Linked DNA regions of Mus musculus: regions 2 and 3 are each linked to region 1. Evidence: chromatin contacts called from public Hi-C and HiChIP or PLAC-seq data. All regions are on one chromosome and are shown on one strand. The core of a region is the stretch at or near the end of the contact, and the rest is flanking DNA. Distances in the headings are between cores, read along the strand shown. Region 1 holds the start of Trib2 (tribbles pseudokinase 2). Region 2 holds the start of Hpcal1 (hippocalcin-like 1). Region 3 holds the start of Rock2 (Rho-associated coiled-coil containing protein kinase 2).

What was found. Hi-C and Micro-C count contacts between places; a contact is called where the count stands out from the background. HiChIP or PLAC-seq counts read pairs in DNA pulled down with a chosen protein or histone mark.
Region 2: a contact with region 1 is called in a Hi-C map of memory CD8 T cells, with 8 times the contacts expected there. The contact joins the promoter of Hpcal1 here to the promoter of Trib2 in region 1. A contact is called at or near these places in 2 of 484 Hi-C or Micro-C datasets (LSK cells and memory CD8 T cells) and 1 of 115 datasets of contacts at active chromatin or transcription factors (regulatory T cell precursor).
Region 3: a contact with region 1 is called in an H3K27ac HiChIP or PLAC-seq map of thymic regulatory T cells, with 6 times the contacts expected there. The contact joins the promoter of Rock2 here to the promoter of Trib2 in region 1. A contact is called at or near these places in 1 of 39 promoter capture datasets (pre-B cells), 9 of 484 Hi-C or Micro-C datasets (CD4 T cells, CD8 T cells, double positive thymocytes and 4 more), 4 of 115 datasets of contacts at active chromatin or transcription factors (astrocytes, large pre-B cells, regulatory T cell precursor and 1 more) and 1 of 9 other capture datasets (liver).

The regions. Positions count from the first base shown.
Region 1 is chr12:15,814,641-15,818,512 of GRCm38.p6, forward strand. It overlaps Trib2 (tribbles pseudokinase 2), which reads right to left and starts at 2,145. Exons shown (of 3, transcript NM_144551.5): 1 at 591-2,145. The coding sequence starts at 860. Gm5432 (a long non-coding RNA gene) reads left to right here and starts at 2,297. Exons shown (of 3, transcript XR_001780551.2): 1 at 2,297-2,457.
Region 2 is chr12:17,688,819-17,692,690 of GRCm38.p6, forward strand. Hpcal1 (hippocalcin-like 1) reads left to right here and starts at 1,991. Exons shown (of 5, transcript NM_001361645.1): 1 at 1,991-2,228.
Region 3 is chr12:16,893,090-16,896,961 of GRCm38.p6, forward strand. It overlaps Rock2 (Rho-associated coiled-coil containing protein kinase 2), which reads left to right and starts at 1,889. Exons shown (of 33, transcript NM_009072.2): 1 at 1,889-2,241. The coding sequence starts at 2,101.

The DNA of each region.
Region 1 (3,872 bases), core at 895-3,394:
GGCTAGAGCCTTGGTCTCAGCCAGAGGGGACACTTTTTGTGTCTCTTTTAAAAGGCCACCTTTGGAACAAAGGTTTAACACCTGCAGGCTGCTAAGAACAATGGCTACAAAAGAAACCAGAGGAGCAGCGTTTGAAAACCAACCGGGGATTCCCTAGTCCTTGCAGCGAGGGGAGGGGAATCGACTCAGAGAGAGAAATGCCCAGGCAAGGGGAATCAGCCCGGTGCACCCGAGCTCTACGAGCCTCCTAAGGGGCACGCGTGTCCGTGCCCCAGTTCAGATTCGCCGCCCTCCCTTCCCGGATCTCCCCAAAACGCCCCCGCTGCAGCCCGCCTCATTGTCTGAAACGGTCTGAAAACTTCGCAACTAGTCGAACGTGGACAGACACACAAATAAACCCTCTTAACGAGGCCACGCATAATGATCCCGGGAGTCTTTCGCCCCTGGACTTGAGAGCTTTCCGACCTCCCGCACCGTCCCCGGCCCCTGGCAAAAGACCCAGGATGATTTTTTTTTAATTTTTTAAAAAAAAAATTTTAATTTTTTTTAAGCAAAAAAACAAAACGCAAAAGCAAAGCTGGGCTGGTTACCTTGCAAACCAGCTCCTCTCCGCTGTGCAGATGCACAGCGCGGAAAACGTGGTCTCCCTCCAGAGGCTCCAACAGTAAGTATTTCCCGATGCAAGAAACGCAATGCGACAAGTTCGGAGTCTCGGGCGGGCTCGGAGAGCCAAGGTTCGGGCTGAAACTCTGGCTGGGCTCAGCGGACCTTATAGACGACAGCTCTTCGAAATCCTGGGTTTTGTTCCGCGATCTCCCATATCTCGCTATTGTGATAGGGGTAGACCTGTGTATGTTCATGAGTGTGAGGATCGCACACGACAAAACAAACAAACAAACCAAAAAACCCCTCTGGAGAGATGGATGAGCCGCGCCGGTGCAGGCGCCTCGGTGCTACCGACTTAAAAGGATCAAGAAGGGAGGGGACCCGTCTGGGGCTCCGTGGAGGAAGAGTTAAGAACTAGCCCCCAGATGGGCGCTGCAGGGCTGGTCCCCGGCTGCGAGCCCCGCTCCCGGGGGTGCTCGCTCTGCGGACAACTCGGGTCCTTTTGTTACCCAGAAGCTGCCAGCGCGGTGCAGAACCGCACGCTGGACTCAGTGGGTCTCTGTTCGCAGCGTGGATCTGGACGAGTGAGCGTGCCTCTGGGGTGAGGAGCTGCAGCGCCGGGCTTCTGAGCGATCCCCAGCTGAGGATCCGCAGACCGGGCGGAGAAGCCCTGCGTGGAGTTTGTGCAGTCTTCAGGGAGCGCGCGGCGCCGGCTCGCCCTCCACGCGTTAGAAACCAAACAAAAAGAAAAAGGAAATAAGCTCGGGTCTACCGGCTCACGCCGCGCGGCAGCCAGAATCCGCGCTGCACCCCCCTCTTTTTGGTGGAAAGGGTGGGGGGCGTGTAAGGGGGGTGCTAGAGAGGGCAGTTACCTAAGTCTTAACTGTAGATGGCGTCTGAGGCTTTTCCAAAAAATCGCAGAGCTGTCTCTCTCAAGAAAAAAAAAAAAAGACAGAAAAAAAAAATTGCAAAGGCGCTTTTAACTTGGGGCGGTCAGCAGTGGCAACAAAAGATTGCAAAAGCTGAGTAGGGAGTGCGCGGAGTAGGGCAGGCACAGGTACCGCGACAAAGCCCAAGGCAGAGCCCGCGCGGTCAGCACTAGCTCTTGCTGTCGCTGCTCACGTCCCAGATCCTCCTCCGATGAAGCAAGAAGTGCGGGCGGTGACCTGGGGGGTACCAGCAGCAGGAGCTTTCCGGGGGTCCTGCAGGAGCTGCCAGCAGATGCTCCCCGGACTCCGTCAACCCGCGGCGTTCCTTTTCCGCTGCACAACTGGGTCTTGAGCCTTGAAACAATTTGCAAACCACTCTTGTCTCCCGATGCCTTGCGACCAAATTGCACGGCGGGGTTTGCTCTGCAGGAAAAATAAAAATCGACGGCTTGTCTTCTTTTCTTATTATTTTTTTTTTCTTGCCACCCAGAAGTAGGAGAGGACCGTGTATTTAAAAATTAAAGGGGATGGCCACGGCGCCCTAGGCCAATCCCGGCGCTCAAGCACGCCCGCATCCCCGGGCGAGGCGGTATTAATAGTTACTTACGTGGCCGGGGATCTCGGAGCGAGCCCGGCTGTGTGTGCGCGTATGTGTGCGCGCGCGCCTCGCTTGCTCGCGCTCGGTCTCCCCATTCAATGTCACCGACACATTTCCACAGAGCCCCCGCCCTCTTCGCCGGCCCCGCCCTACCCACGCCCCGGCCCCTGTCATTGAGCCCGGAGCCCATCAATCAGCGGCGCCGCTGCCAGTGCGCGCGCGGCTCCCCTGCGCCCGCCGGCGGCCAGGGCTGCTGCCGCCACTCCTGCAGTGCCCCCACTGGGGGCGCCAGCCTCGCCCCCGGATGGCTCGGCCAGGCGCGAGGTAAACAGTGCTTTATATCCTTCCGCAGTCCAAGGGCTCTGGGCTCCCCTGGCCTGCTGTTCGCGCTGCAGCGACAGGGATGCTGGACTGTGTATCTGCCACCGTCGCCACGCAACACCGGCAGGCTCAGGTCAACTTTGAGACTTAGATCCTCTTCCCCGGGATTTTCCGCAGAAAGCCTCGCATCTTCTGGGTACCGGGCACCCCTCTGCTGCTATGTTAACCTGAACAAGCAGTTCCCCGCGGGTTTTAAAAAAAATGAAGGATTCTTGCAGCCCACAGTCTCTAGAATTAGTTTTATTCTTTCTCTCCGGTTGCTTATCATTTCAACAGAAGTCCATTGTGAGCTTGTAGTTAGTGTCACCACCCCTCCCCCACTTACCAGTTATAGGATTGGGGATCCTTTCAGAGTCTTTTGACTTCAGGACAAGGTCTTTGGGGAGAGCTCAGGAACACACACCTTTGCACCCACACTTCCAGCAAAGGATGTTGGCTCCTAGCCAAGGAGTCAGGCTTCTCCAGCCCCGGCATCTCAGTATTTAGGCCAAGAACACATTCAATACCGGGTTCAACGGAAGGCTGCACTTTGACCCTTGCTTATTCTTAACTTCCTGGGAAGGTTCTGGACCATTGGCTTGAACAGACCTGGGGAAAGTTCAGACCACAGCTTAAGCCTCTTGACTTTACCTAATGCATCCTGGTAAGAGTAGCAATGTAGCAGGGGAAAACAGAAAGAGAAAGAAGCAACCAAGGTCTGGGGCAAGACTGCTGGGCTTACTCTTGAGTTTTTACCCGCATAAGGCACCTCTTTCTATGAGGGAGGTCACTCTGTAACAATATTCTGCACTACCACTTTTGAACAGAAATAGAGAACTAGTTATAATTATACTTAACCGGGACAATAGTGGCTCTAATGATCAGGAGTTCCCTGAGGGTTGTTTCAGAGTAGTGAATGGACCTTGCTTGTTCAGCTAGCCACCCTAGAGGACAGATCTTGAGAAGAAACTAAAATGCCCCATGTCTTCTCATAGATCTCCCATCCTTCTCCCCACTCATCTGCCTTAAACTCAGACTCTGATCCCTAAACTGTCCCTTAAGGGGACCACAGCTTGAGGAAGTCACCATGACTACAGAGTAGTGTGCCATGCAGTCTCTGCCCAGTTCAAGAACAGGTCCTAGACAAACAATCTCTACAGAGGATCCATTGAGAAAGGTTCCCTGGGGCCTCTGTTGGGTGACTGTCACCAAACTTTCTTGTAGAAGTTTGAGAAACTTGTGTTCAGCATCAGTTTTCAGATTCAGAAGGAAACTGAATTCGCATGGGCTTTTTTGGTTTGGTTTGGTTTTTGTTTTTGCTTCTTTTTCTTCCCAGGATCTCTAGTTTTCGTCTGTTAAATGACAGCCCTGCGTACCTC
Region 2 (3,872 bases), core at 741-3,240, 1.9 Mb after region 1:
CTATGTAGCCTTGGCTGACCTGGAACTCACTATGTAGATCAGTGCTGGGATTAAAAGTGTGTGCTACTACACCCAGCTACCCTCAGGTTTCTTAAAGTACTAATAAGTAAGCTATTACTTAATTTAAATTTATATTTATGTGCTTACCCTGTGTGTATGTGTGTGTGCGCGCACGTGTGTGTGTGTGTGTGTGTGTGTGTATGTGTGTGTGTGTGTTCAGGCATCCAATAAAGCCATAACTCCCTGAGCCCCTTACAACCAAGTAGGTTCATATGACTAATTCTGGACCAAGAATGTGGGCAGAGATGACTCAGACTACTTCCAGGCCCAGCTCCTAAAAGACCTTCCTGAGGTACCATTTCTGCTATCTTAGTTTTGTTTGTTTGTTGTTGTTGTTGTTTAAATGAATGCTGAGAGCCAGTAGTGACCTGCAAAGACCTTAGGTTCTGCTGAGGTCACTAGATAGAAGCCAGAGGGTTTCTGGGTGTCTGAGTGAGGCCTCCCTCTTTTGTGTTGAATGAGAACAAATAGGAGACCACAGAACAAAGCAACCCGCCCTAGCTAACAGGATATCTGAAGGCTTCTGCCTCAGCCATCCACTTTCTGGGAACCTCCTACCTGTAACCCTAGATACCTGTGTGGTGCTGTGCTACAGAAAGGGGCAGACTGACCTCCCGTGGGGTCTTTACTGAGAAGGAAGCGATCATGGCCAGAGAGACCCAAAGGTTAGCCCTCGAAATCAGTCAGGTGGTGCGCTGTTAACTCTCACAGCTGTCATTCCCTTGAGCCCTCTGGGTTTAGTTTTGCCTTTCTGCACCAGAGGCAGGGAGGAGTGGAGAAGGCCCCAGAGCTCCACCTCCGAGCTGCTCTACTACAGGTACCCCTGGCAGCCTCCTGAATAGTAGGAGTTCACTCACATGTTTTTGTGGAGGAGGATTTGAAGGAGGGATTTGAGTTTTTCCCTAGAGACGCCAGAGAGACAGTTTCATCTCTGCACAACAGGCTCGCCCAGCTCCTCATATAAGCTGTTTCTGTGGTTACCTGTCTTCTGGGATATTTGCAGTGGGTGGGCATGGCAGGTGCGATCTGCCAGAGTATGCTGGGAGTCTGAAGGAAGCACCACTGGGACCCACAAGGCCAGATGTCCCTATTATGGGAGATGTCAACCAAGCCCCCGCCTCCTCACCAGGAAACTGAAACCACACTGAATGTCAGGGAGGCAAAGACCCCAAGAAGGATTCTGGATCTCCTCGTTGTCCAGTTTATTGGTGAGGAAACCGAGGCTGAGGGAATCCAAGGGTTTTCTTGGCAAGATGGCTGGATGAGTTAGCAGAAGTAATTACAGCTGGAACGTAGGTCTTCCACCTCCAGGCCAAGCTCTTCTCTTAAACCACGCGCAGGAAAGTGGGTGACAGATGCACACGGGACTGATGTGGAGAGGGAGGAGATCCTTGCAGGCATCCCAGATGGTCCTGGGGAGCCTAGGGCAACTCAAGCCTCTTTTCCACTTCCCTGGCCATTGGGACTGTACTTCCTTCCAAGTACGGCGGGGGCGGGGGCGGGGGCGGGGTGGGTGGGTGCTGGCGTAAGGCCGGCCCTTTTGGGCACCGCCTCTCGGCCTCTCCCCACCCGCAGGCCAGAGGCCAAGGGTTAGGGAGGTGGGGCCAGTGCTCGGCCCCTCCCCTGCTCTCCTTCCCCTTCCACCCCCCCAGAGTCTCCCCGTCCCGAGTCCCAGTGGCCTTAACACCCATCGTATCCTCTGCTGCGCTGAGAATCTGCGAGTGATCAGGGAGCTATATGGACCAGAGTGGGCGCACCGAGGGTCCAGCAGCGGGTGTGGCAAAGGGCGGGGGCGTGACCAGGCTGCGGCTGAGGCGGGGCTAAGACTGGGGGCGTGGTCGAAGCAGGAGGCGGGTCCGTTGGAAACTTGAGTGCCCGCCCTTGCGATGCGCCCCGCCCCGGCCTCCGCCTCCGGGTCCCGCCTTCTCTTCCCTTCCTTCCCGGGCTGGCGGCGGCTGCGGGTGGTGGACCTGCAGAGCGGCCGTCGCCCACACCTCGCTCTCTCCTGGGCCGGCGGATCCTTTTGTCTCTCCGAGCGGCGAAGGTCGCAGAGCAGGCGCGGCGGCTGCGGGAGCGCAAACGCCCGCTCTCTCGGTCACCTCCCCAGCCTCGGCCACCGCAGAACTTGGGCTCGAGAAGCCAGCGGACCGCGTCCAGCTCCAGAGCCGGTAGGAAAGGGGAAACTGCGGGACTGCGGGGTTGCATGGAGGGAGCGTGTGTGACCCGCTCGCTGCGACCCGGCTGTGAGTGAACGGGTGTGTGTGCGCCGGTACTGATGGTGCCTGTTTCTCTGCGTAGTGGGCTTGCAGCTGACCGCGGACGGTGGCGTGGCTCTAGAATGGCGTGTCCTCGTGGGGATCGTTGCGCTCGATGGGATGTGCACTTTTCAGACTACGTTTGTGGAATTGTGTGTCAGGGCACAGTTGCCGGTGGGGATGGGGACTAGTGCTGGCGGGGTCGAGGGGGGAGCCGCTGTGCGCAGAGTGGGGGTGGCGGGGTGGGCGTGGGCGGTCTGCCCGGGCAAGCTGAGCCCCCGGTTGGTGTCGCTCCGCGCAGTGCGTAGCTCAGGAACCTGAGGGTACGACTAGAATCCGATGGGCAAAGTGCCTGCCTGGTGGCAGCGGGCGTTGACACCCCTCACGGGGTGGGGTGGGGGCGGCAGGTCCACAAGGTTCACTTGGATAATTGTGAGCTTTGATGAGGGATGGGGACCCGCTTGGCTGTGTTCAGCTCTGGGACAGTGGGAAAGACCAACCCAGCCCTGGCCTCGCCGTGACCCGCCCTGAGACCTGAGCCTGACTGAGATGGGCCACCTTTTTGAGTCGCAGTTGGCGTCTGTATCAAGTGAGGGCGGCCCCTCAGGGGCTATCTTGACAGTGTGAGAACGTACTACACGTAGTTCTTGACCCAGAGTCTTGCGCACAGTAGGTGCTCTTCATTGGATTCTCATCTCTTTAAATCTTTTTCTGCCTTTATTGAGGATGACGCTCTCATTTCCTCCTATACGGTGGTTTGTGCCTCCTTCCTTGATCTAACTTCACAGCGAAAGCTTGGAGAGATTGAGAAAGTTTAGGCGGCTGGGTGCGTTGCCTTCTCTCCGCACCTTACTGGCTGCTTGACACGGCCTTCGGGTGTGCGGGGAGCTCGCAGCGTAGGGCGCTAGCCCGGAAGGCTCCTGCGCCCCGGCAGCGTTCCGGAAGGCTGCGACTACAGACTCGCGAGCCCTTTTGTTCAACAAGTGCTTGGAGGATGTCGATCTGGAATTAGAGTTGCGTTGAGAAAGTGGCCGGCTCTGTAGACTGGCAGTCTGGGGTTTCAGGAACCTTTCTTCCCGGCCTGGTCATTCAGGAAGCCACCCTCTATTCTAACCACTAACAAGTCCACCCAGAAGAGGGTGTTCGCCAGGACTCCAAATCCTGTTAGACACCCTCCACCCCCACCCCCAAGCCCCGCCTGCCTTGACTCCCATGCAGTCAGCCTGATACAGGAGGATGAGGTCCGGGTGGCACCCTCCTTCCAATTCCACCCCTTCATTTAAGAAAACAAATGTATTTAGTATTGAAACCTGGTAAAACTGCACTATCCTGAATATGCATACTGATCTTGGCAGTTCAGCCTACCCCATTTCAGTATTTGCACTGCGCCAGGCAGAGGGGCGGGCATGGGGCTGCGTCAGGGACCTGCCAGATCCCTTGATTATTTCCCCTCCCTACCTTGTTGTTCTCAGGATCCTTCCCTGTTTAAAAACAGCTTTTAAGCCAGGCTCTCGAAATGGGGCACTGGTGGGAATGCTTGCCACCTGCCTTTGTATG
Region 3 (3,872 bases), core at 639-3,138, 1.1 Mb after region 1:
ATTATACTATCACCAGGAAAAAGAACTTGTAAGATCTGTAATAATGATTATCTAATTATCATGCTCCAGTGCATGGGTGGAAAGAGTGGTTAGCTGGCTCTACTCTCCTAGCTTTGGGTCTGTGGACGTATGAAGAAGTAAATTTACCTACTGGCTTGAAGAACTTTTTTTTTTTTTTTTTGACCCAGAGGCCAGTTTTATTATCTACAAGAGAAAGGGTTCTCTTCAGTCATCAAAGACTCTTCCTGTCTTAATCCAAGTCAGAGGGGCTTCTCCCCAGAAGGGCAGACATTTTTGGACCCCTGCGCTGGGTGAAGTGCATGCAATTTTGGCCAGGCCAGGGCTGTAGCCTACCTGCATATTTACCTTGACACCCCAGGGAGCTCTACAGTTCACTATTCAGGGGCATTACACTCTAGCTTCCATAAGTACAAGTTTTCAAATTTAAAAATTCAATATGCTTTTTAGCATTTTTTTGTTGTTGTTTTCAAGACAAGTTTTCTCTGTGTAGCTCTGGTTGTCCTGGGACTCATTCTCTAGACTTAGGTTAGCCTCAAACCCTCCTGCCTCTGTCTCTCCCCAGAGCTGGCATTAAAGACCTATGAGGCCACCACCCTACTTGACATCTTTAGAAGTGGGGGGAAAATCCCATTCAGTTAGGAGCAAGTGTGTTCTCTCACTTGTTTAGCTGCTCATTTCAAAGTGTTCATAATCCCCTTTGCATTTTTTCACTTCCGGTAAATTTTCCCTAGTCTCAACCGGCTTGCAATACCCGTAGGATTCTTCCCGTGAATATGACAAGAGCTTGTTTGGATTATTCAGCTGCTGGAAGATTGGGTCCACTCCCAGGGTTTTGGTCATTGCGAACATTCTGAATAGCCCTGCTGTAAACATCTCCACGCAAAGTCCTCCTCTTTTCGGATCATTTCCTTACACTTGGACTTCCTTAAATGGCCTTACTGGGTCAAAGGGGCTCTGTGAACAGTTTTATAGCTCTTGGCACATAGTTTTCCGATTGCGCCCTGAGAGGATCTGACCAATGGCTAGGGGGCAAGGAGAGGGCAGGAATGCGGAGAAGCAGCCCCTCTCTTTCACTCTCCAAAAGCAAGGGCCCCGCGGATGCAGAAGCGCTTCCTTATTGCCTCCTGTTCCCTCCGCCTGGCCAGTGTCTAAGGTCTAAGGCCAGGCGGGCACCTTGGTCAGGGAAGGGCACAAAGGTTTCTGAGAGTTTAGGATTTATGACCCGGAGGCAGAAACAACTCCTCCAGGCCTCCCAGCTCCGGGACTCAACAGGATTCAAACGAGTCCCACACTCTTAGCGCGGGCTAGGGGCGCGGCCTCCCCGCCCCCTGGGAGCCCCAGGCGCAGGCCTCAGGCGCACCAGGCCTGGGAAGGGCGCTGACCCGGGGCGCAGCAGTTCGGCGCGGCTTGCATAGCTGCGCGCTGAGTCAGCGGGACACAGCGGGCGGGGGGCGCGGACGTCAACTAGGCCTCTGGGTCCGGCCGGCGACGTGGGACACACGACGGGGACCACGGGGCACCGCGCTGCCATCCGTCCCGCCTCCCAGTCCCGCGAACCGGCCCGACGAGGCAGGGAGACTAGCCAGGCGGCGGGAACGGAAAAGAAGCCTGGCTGCTCAGCCCGGTGGCGGGGCGTGGCCGGAGGCCAGGGGCGGGGCGTGCCGCGGGGCCGCGCCGGGGTGGGCGGGGCGGGGCCGGGCCGCGCGCAGCCGACCGCGGGCGGAGGGGCTTGTGGGTAGCGGCGGCGCGCGGCCGAGTAGGGACGCGGCTCCGACTGCGTGTGAGGGGAGCGGGCGTGTGGGCGCGCGAGGCGGCCGGCGGCGATATGCGGGTGGACGGGCGACGGCCCTAGCGGCCTGAGCCCCGAGGGCGGGGTGGTGCGGCGCGGGCGCCCCTTCCCCGCTCCCGCCCGCCGGGTCCTGGCGAGCTCGCTACGGGCCGGGCGGCGCGCGTGCGGCTGAGGGGCGGGGACGCCGTGTGCCTCGCTGCTCCCGGCCGGGCCGGGCGGCTCCTCAGACAGCGGCGCGCGGCGTGCCGGGGCGGAGGTTCCGCGGGCGGCGCTAGGCCCGGCGAAGCGGCATGAGCCGGCCCCCGCCGACGGGGAAAATGCCCGGCGCCCCCGAGACCGCGCCGGGGGACGGGGCGGGCGCCGGCCGTCAGAGGAAGCTGGAGGCGCTCATCCGAGACCCTCGCTCGCCCATCAACGTGGAGAGTCTGCTGGTAGGTGCGGGCTAGGGAGGGAACTCCCCGCCCTGCCTGGTCCCCCCTCGGCCCACCCGCCCCGCTTCCGGCTGCCCGGGGAGCTGGAGACCCAGGTTCCAGAGTGGAGACCCCACCTGGGATTCTCGGGTCCACCTCCCTGCCGAGCGAGTGTCATCTCGGCCGCCCCCGTTCTTGGAGCGCGCAGGGAGGAAACACCCCTGGTCTCCTTCCCGCCTACCCAGTTGGTTTGGGGCGGAAAGGTGGAGGATTGGCTGTGCTTCCTACACTGGGCTACCCAATTTGAAAGTGTCACGCAGTGTGGGAGCTAGGGTGAAAACCCAGGGAGAAAGAAACCCGACGCTCTTCCTATTGGGAGTACCACCGGGGGCACACGACAAAGAGCTCGTCAGGAAGCTGGGAACGCACAGCTAGCTCAAGTTTGCTGCTTTCAGTTGCTCTTGGACATTCCATAGTAGCTATTTAGTACATTTGAATTTATGTAAATTAAATTTCCGGAGATTGTTGCTCTGAAGCCAAGAAATGAGTCTGAATTGTAGAATGGGATAAATCTCTCCCCTTCATCTTGTCTTTCCCATAGCATTCAAAATCCAAATTAAGAGCCTTGGAAAAGGCAGCTAACTGGAGCTCGGTTAAGAAAAGAACACGATTTACAATAAATGCCATGTAGAATGCTGGTATACTTCTGGTCGTGTTGAGGGAAGCGATTATGCTTGGCAAACGAATTTGATTAGTGTGCACCTAGAGTTGCATTTATGGGAAAAAGTGGTGTGAACGTGTACCCTGAGGAGAAGTCGGAAAAAAAAAAGATACTCCGGCTATTAGCTTTGGAGGTCTAGACTTAGGGTGGGTGATCAGGCATTCTGTGCCAAAAAGCATGTCAGACCTGAGCTCTGCTAGGAGAAGCCTAGTGACTCTGTGATGAGAAAAACTGTCTCCTCCCTTTCCACTGACTAACTTTTCTTCTGAGGCCGTTGGTTATCCTTTGAGGTTTCTGGAATCATTTGCAGAGTGACTCAGTTCTGTTTGGCCACAGCGCAGGAACTGACTAGAGTGTGGGTATCGCTCTATAGGATGTGTAAATATAGAGATTTTGACTTTTGGGGGCGGGGGGAGTGTTTTTGTTTGGTAGTGGGTTCCTGTGTTCTTGTGGGACGTATTTTGGAAGTCTTCAGAGCAGGATTGCTTGGAGTTCATAGCCTTTTTGTAGATAAAGCAAAGCTTCTCTGGTGTCACTGCCAGGATTTTCACTTTGGTATTTTGCTAGCAAAACTTTGATCCTAGGCCAGAAAGTTCAGTTAAAAATAGTCTCTGTAAATCTCAAGTATTCACCAGGATCATTTTCAATCCCAGATAGAAATGTTTTTACATTTCACAGTCATCTCTTGTATTATTAGTGATGTTAATTATCATTATCAGGGTCATTTTGAGCTTGGAACCAAGTTGTTTATACCTGTGACATGACTATTTTGTTTTATTAAAATATTACCTAAATTATTACACGTGGCCAGTAACAGTTCCTTCATTGAGTGCTTCATACACCACATTTGTTAAGGTGACATATTACCCTTAGGAGGGTTGACATCAAATGCTGATTTGACCGCAGGCTTATTGCTGCTTTTAGTTGATTA